Regions from separate parts of the Sus scrofa genome. Here region 1 is linked to region 2. The links are chromatin contacts, called in public targeted proximity ligation maps. All regions are on one chromosome and are shown on one strand. The core of a region is the stretch at or near the end of the contact, and the rest is flanking DNA. Distances in the headings are between cores, read along the strand shown. Region 1 overlaps LOC102159120 (a long non-coding RNA gene). Region 2 overlaps LOC110260821 (a long non-coding RNA gene).

Region 1 (3,514 bases), core at 695-3,194, 570 kb after region 2:
AAAAAGATGGTTCTGAATTTAGAGTGGAATATAGACACCATGGGGAAACCATGGACATAGGGAGAGTGGTTCGGGGGTTACTCTAATAGTTCTGCTGAGAGATGAAATTCAGGGAGACAGCAGTGGAGGCGGCAGACTTGATGAACTGTGGATGTGTTTTCAAGTTGGAGGCAAAACAACAACAACAACAACAACAACAAAAGACAAAAAAAAAAAAAAAAAAAATAAAAAAAATAAAAAAAAACGGAGTTCCCGTCGTGGCGCAGTGGTTAACGAATCGACTAGGAACCATGAGGTTGCGGGTTCGGTCCCTGCCTTGCTCAGTGGGTAACGATCCGGCGTTGCGTGAGCTGTGGTGTAGGTTGCAGACGCGGCTCGGATCATGCGTTGCTGTGCCTCTGGCGTAGCCGGTGGCTACAACTCCGATTCAACCCCTAGCCTGGAACCTCCATATGCCGCGGAGCGGCCCAAGAAATAGCAACAACAACAACAACAACAACAAAAGACAAAAAAAAAAAAAAAAAAATCAAGTTGGAGGCAAAAGAATTTGCTGTTTGAGTATGGAGTTTGATATTTAGGTGGTGATTTATGTTTTACTAAGAAAATTGTATTTTCAAAATATGTATTTTGAAAATTTAAATACACACATAATTAGAGTAGTAAAATGAATCCCCATCAACCCCTCACCCAGATTCCCATCTATAAATATTTTGACATATTTGCTTTCATTATCTCCTTTTGAATCATGTTCATATTTTAGGAACTGTTTTTTTTTTTTTTTTTTTTTTTTTTTTGTCTTTTTGCTATTTCTTTGGGCCGCTCCCGCAGCATATGGAGGTTCCCAGGCTAGGGGTCCAATCGGAGCTGTAGCCACTGGCTTATGCCAGAACCACAGCAACGCAGGATCCGAGCCGCGTCTGCAACCTACACCACAGCTCACGGCAACGCCGGATCGTTAACCCACTGAGCAAGGGCAGGGACCGAACCCGCAACCTCATGGTTCCTAGTCGGATTCGTTAACCACTGCGCCATGACGGGAACTCCAGGAACTGTTTTAAAGCAATCTGGACATCCATCATTTCACCCACATATATGTCAGTAAATATCTCTCAATATTATGAACATGTTCTTACATAATGTTGTCATCATACTCTAGTAAAATAAGAACAATACCGAGATGGTATTCAAATTCAAACCCTGAATGGTTTTTTTTTCCCCCTGAATTGAGATAAAGTTTACTCAGAGTTAAACACTACAATCCTAAGGTTACAATACAAACACTTCTGAAAAAAAAAAAAAAAAAAAAAAAAAAAAAAAACCCTGTAAAATTCCCTAATCTAAAATATAGAATTTTTCCATTACCCTAGAAGGTTATCTCGCCCACCCTTCTAGTCAAATCCTACGTCTATAGGCAACTACTGTTATGATTCTTATCAATATAGATTACTTTTCCTGCTTGTGAGTTTCATATAACTGAAATCATGTGATAGGCATTCTTTCATGTTTAGCTTATTTCTTCGACACAATATTTTTGTGATTTATCCTAGTCATGTAACGTAGTTCATTATTTTTACATTTCTGGGTATTATTCCATTTTGGGAATTTAAAATAGAAAGCATTAAAAATCTTTCCATACTCCAAATCATTTTCCATATTTCTCCAGTTAACACAGGTACCGCACTTTGAGAATCATTGCTCAGTATCGCCTCTCTTTGAATCATCTTGATCATGACAGTATTGAGCAATGTCTCAACTGAAATAGCCGTAGCGTGCATTTGTTGAACAGTTACCACACTGGGTATTATGAAAATACAAACACGAGTGGAACTTGGTTTCTCAAAGCACTTACATACCCACAGTGACGCAGACATGTAAGTAACCTCCTACGACAGAAAGGAGAAGTAAAAATAGTATTTTGTGTGCATTTGGGGTGAAGCATAGGACAGGGCATCTGGGAAGCTGCTATGCAGAAAGGTTTGTGCCCCGAGCTTTGAAAGAGGGCTGGACTATCTGTAGGTGGTAAATTGGGAAGGAAGGGCTTCGCAAAGCCACAATGGTGTAAATGTGTTTGATCTTTATCCACCCCGACCGTGGGGCAGGAACCCTCGGGGATTGCCTTTGACTCCTCTTCCTCACTCCTATGACATCTGTCTTCAAGTTCTACTGGTAACACCTGACCTGTCTCTTACTGTCTTCTGTTCTTGCTGTCACGTCCTCAGTGCAAGCCCCTTTACCCTTTTTTTCCTCTTTCCCACACAGTTGCAACTGACTTCTCAGTGTTTGTCTGCTTCTGACCCATCTCCTTTCTAATAGTTTGTAGACACTGCTCTTAGAACTATCTTTGCCAAACCCCAAACTGATTGTGCTCTTTCTCTGCTTACAGCGTTGGTTACAGAACAGCGTTTACATCCCTCCATCTGCTCCTGAGGCCTTTCCATAGCTCATCTCAGCCCTCTTTCTACCCTAATGTCTGGCCTTAAGCTCTCTGAGTCACCATGTATTTTACCCATAAGAAACAATTCTGCTCCCTAAATAGGACTTACTTTTCTCCTGACTCTGCATCTTTGTTGAAATTATCAATCCCAGTCTTCAAGGTTTTTCCATTTCTCTCCGTTTAATTGATCTCTGAGACCACACTCAATGTTACTTCCTTCTGGGAAGCCGTTCTCAATCCCTACTGAGGTCAAAATTAATGACTCTTTTGACTTGCATTTGCCATGCACACCATACTTTATATCATAATGATTTATATTCATTCCTATGTCTCCACTGAACTGTAACCTCTTTGGGAAAAAAAGGCCATGTTTTGGTTACTCTTGGGCTAGGAGAGTGCCCTTTACATGTCTGGCCCTCCTTACTGTTACATAAAATCATTCTCTTACCTGTAAGGCACACTGTTTTCTAGAAGCAAACCTCAGTAAATTTTAAACTATCCTTGTCATGACATATATAGACTGCCATAGTGCTGAAAGTCACTGAACAGGGCTCATTATATGATAGGCTATAAAAATTAGAACCTAGCATGCCCAGGCAGGTAGCTAGTTTATCATTTGGGAGATTCATAGCCTTGACTTACTTGGAGACTTCTACACTTTCAACAGTGTAGAAGATATATTTACTTCTGTTGAAGGAATATGCATGCATATTCAGAGTACATATCTTACTTCCTCTCCTCTCTTTCTTTCTTCCCTCCTTCCTTCCTTTTCTGTTACTCCTATTTTTGAAAATGTTTTCCTTCATAACTTGAGGGAAGCATGTCAGACTTAAGAATAACTTATCTGACTCAGCCAAAAGTGCAAGATTAAGCTAAAGATATTTTCAGCCTTCAAAAATAGGACACACACTGAGGTCTTGGGAAATGTAGCATTGAATTGGGGTGGTGCTATATTAAATAGACTAAAAATAATGTCTTCTGATTGACTGCATACCTAGTGTCTGGCCCCATGAAGTCTTTAAACTGAATGAAGATTGTCATTATAGTTTAACTGAAATAATGAATATTGAATTAGGGATA
Region 2 (3,615 bases), core at 666-3,165:
AACACAGTGTTGCTACTCTTTCTTCCTCTGACCATGATACTGGAACCAAAGCTGCCTGATAAAAACTCAGATGCCCTCTGGGATGTCGACACAGTTGGGCTCTGGGATCCATTAGGCATAAGAAAACAACCTCATGAAGACTGGGCAGGTTTTGTGGGTCTGACTGGCCTAACTGCCATGGAGTCGAACTATATGGCTGCACCTGGTGGCATGGTGGGCCCTTCCCAGTGTCTCTCATTTTATTCTAGGCACGAAGACTGTTTTGCTGTTTACTCATTTTACTTTAATTTGGCTTTATCGTCTCTTCTCCCGTATCTGAACTTTTCCCAGCACGTGGAGGCCTTTTGCTTTCCTACCCAAAAGAAGATTCTGTTAACTGTGTGAAGTATTTTGGGTTGCCAAGGAAACAGAAGACTAGTCTGGACTCATCAGAGAGTGGCAACATTTTGACGGACCATGGGGAAGGGTGCTGCCAAGCTCTGCTCAGGTAGCGGAGATGGAAAGGCTGAGGTGTGGTGGTAGGGATGCTCACCCAGGGATTCTGCCATGCCCTCATGAATAATAACCATCATCATTATGAACGTGGTGAAGCAGAAGGGGAATAATGAGTTGAGGAAGTTGATAGAAAAAGTCACATCAGTTTTATGGCCAGAAGACGTGGTGGACAACTTCATTTTCTAGTGGAGAGAGATGGTGATTTTTATAACTTAGAAGTGTTTGTCAAGGAACTGCAGAATCCACAGCTGAACAAGAGGAAAAACAGGTCAGATTCAAAGAATGGCTGTGAATTTACCCTGAGATGTTTGCTAGGAGTGTGAAAACGAATTGAGATAGCAAGTGAATGCCTGCTTATTTGTTAATATGTGGGTAGACTCATGGAAAGAGTTGGAAATGTTTGAGGTCATCCAGCCTAGGTGTTTTCAAACACTTTATTCTTTAAAATAGCACAAGTTAAAAAATAAACTTTTTTTTTTTTTTTTTTTTTTTTTTTTTTGTTCAACTTCAGTGTAAAACAGGGAAAAGCAAAAGTGGTTGTGTCGGAAGAGGAAGTGGGGAGTTGAGAGCAGGACCCTCGTGGGTTTGTGTCTCTCTCCACCCACCTGGTTTTTCCATGAGACACCACTGTGCTAAGGACTCGGTTAGAAAACCTCCTCATTTCATAAACAGGGGGTAGGATGACTTACCTAGAATCGTTCAGTTAGGTACGAGGTACACCCGCTCCCTGGGCACTGATGTTTCCCTTACGTCAGACGTGGAGTCTCAGTGGTGATCCCCGTTTCCCGAGCCGCCTCTAACCCTTCCTACTTGTCATGTCAGCAGGGTTCTATTTCTCATATTCTTCTTTCCCTATTACTTAATAGACTTCATCCCCGTCACTGCAGTTCTCATAACAAAACTTAAACAAAAACATATTTGGCTCCATATATCCATGAGTCGAAGTAGGAAGATGGGCTCTGACTTCCTCAGCAGCTGCTGCTCTCAGACGTCCCTTGTGACCAGGGCCCCCCTCCCCAGTTCCATGACCAATACGTAGTGGGAGGGGGGCAGGGAGGTGGAATCTGTGTTGTCATCTAGTATTGTACTCCCCTGCCATGTGACAGAGTAGAGTAATGAGAAACTCTCTGCAGGTCTTGGGTTTTTGAATGCTGCTGTCTTTCTCAGAACTGACATTGTCTCTGGCCTCTGATAAATGATACATTCTCATATCCTGTTTTGTGAGATTTTTTAATCTTGTGTAGCTAATAAGCAGACTCTTACAAAGCATGATAGCATCTATCACCTGAATAAAAGAAGTGGCAATTGTATATGCATTTCTAGGGATCGTCGATTTTTTACACTCAGGGAATTTCTCGTTATTTTTTGCTATTGTAATGAGGAAGTTGCTGCCAGGAGTGGTGAAGAGCTGTGTCAGTGAGTCAGCAAGTTGGCGGCGTGAACTCAGTCCTCCTTGCTCAAGACCCATTGTTCCTACCACCCTGTTTGGTTTGATCGAAAAAACATGCACTTGCTTCCTCTAGTGCAAAATATCCGTGAGAATGAGAGAGAGAGATTTTCCTGTTTCTTGGAGGGGAAGGGTAGGAATAAAGACCCTCATTTATAGGAGATTGGCTTTTTTAAATGGCTTGCCAGCACCTTTAGTCTTTGTTTGGTCTGAGAGGGTAGGTACTGTTTCCTCCTAGGAGTTTAGGCATTTTATCAGTAGATCTGGTTGCAGTTTTTACATTAATGAATGCATCCTTTATCTTTTACATGGAATAAGATTCAGTTTGGTCCATTGGTTCAAATACTATTAAGGTTATAGGTTGGAACTCCTTTGAGCTAATTCGTGAAAACCAGACCCATGGCCACTGATTTCACCATCAAATACGGGCAGCCGTCATGCTCATTGGGACGATAGGTCTCTGCAAATCTAATCATCTGTCTTGGGGAGATGAAGTAACCTATATATGACAGTGATGAGAGGGGGAGCCTTCACTGTATTAGCTTCATCTTCAAAGAGTAGATTGTTGTTATTTTTCCTATCTTTGTAAGCAGTCTGTTAGAGGTTAGGAGTTTGGCCTCTGGAGCTGGACTGCCTGGGTCTGAATCCCAGGCCTGCTTTTTATTGGCCGTATGACCTTCATTGAGTTAGGCAACCTCACGATGCCCATTTTTTTGCATTTGTAGGGTAGGTTAATACGAGTAACCACCACAGGGTGTTCTGAAGATTAAACAAATAAATACATACAGCTGCTGAAATAGTCTGGCATAGAGTTAGTGCTTAATAAATATTACCTATTATTCTCTAAACTCAGATACACATCAAACTTCTAATTGTTTCAAACTGTGACATGATAAGTGTTGTTTGAAGCAGTTACATTTTTTTTTTTTTTGTCTTTTTTGGGGCCATACCTGCGGCATATGGAGGTTCCCAGGCTAGGGGTCCAGTTGGAGCTGTGGCTGCCAGCTTATGCCAGAGCCACAGCAACGCAGGATCCGAGCTGTGTCTGCAACATACACCACAGCTCATGGCAACGCTGGATCCTTGACCCACTGAGCAAGGCCAGGGATCAAACCCATGTCCTCATGGATGCTAGTTGGGTTTGTTAACCCCTGAGCCACAGCAGGAACTTCCAGAAGCAGTTACATTTTGGAATGATTTGTTACACAGTCAGAGATAACCAGTTTACACACTAACCATAATTAAGAGTCATCACTGATATTGGAGATAGTCTAGGTAGGGCATATCTCTTTTTTTGGTCTTTCTGTCTTTTCTAGGGCTGCACCTGCAGCATATGGAGGTTCCCAGGCTAGGGGTCTAATTGGAGCTGTAGCCACTGGCCTACGCCACAGCCACAGAGCAACACCAGATCCAAGCTGCATCTGCAACCTACACCATAGCTCACAGCAACGCCTACGCAAGGCCAGGGATCGAACCTGCAACCTCATGGTTCCTAGTCGGATTCGTTAACCACTGAGCCATGATGGCAACTCCTCATGTTTTTTCATGTACTCATTCAGTAAGCATTTGCTATGTCCTAAGCTTTGTGGACACAAAAGTTAACTTTATAAGAAAGACACTGAACTTACTTTGTTGGACAAAGTGAGCTTGAAAAATTTGTGGCAGACTTATTC

The links.
Region 1: a contact with region 2 is called in a targeted proximity ligation map of alveolar macrophages. A contact is called at or near these places in 1 of 47 Hi-C or Micro-C datasets (epiblast stem cells) and 1 of 2 datasets of targeted methods (alveolar macrophages).

Annotation. Positions count from the first base shown.
Region 1 is chr5:91,003,902-91,007,415 of Sscrofa11.1, forward strand. All of the region lies in intron 2 of LOC102159120 (a long non-coding RNA gene), which reads left to right. Among named protein-coding and RNA genes, the nearest start is that of BTG1, 190 kb to the left of the region's middle.
Region 2 is chr5:90,436,791-90,440,405 of Sscrofa11.1, forward strand. It overlaps LOC110260821 (a long non-coding RNA gene), which reads left to right. Exons shown (of 3, transcript XR_002344330.1): 1 at 1-763. Among named protein-coding and RNA genes, the nearest start is that of PLEKHG7, 130 kb to the left of the region's middle.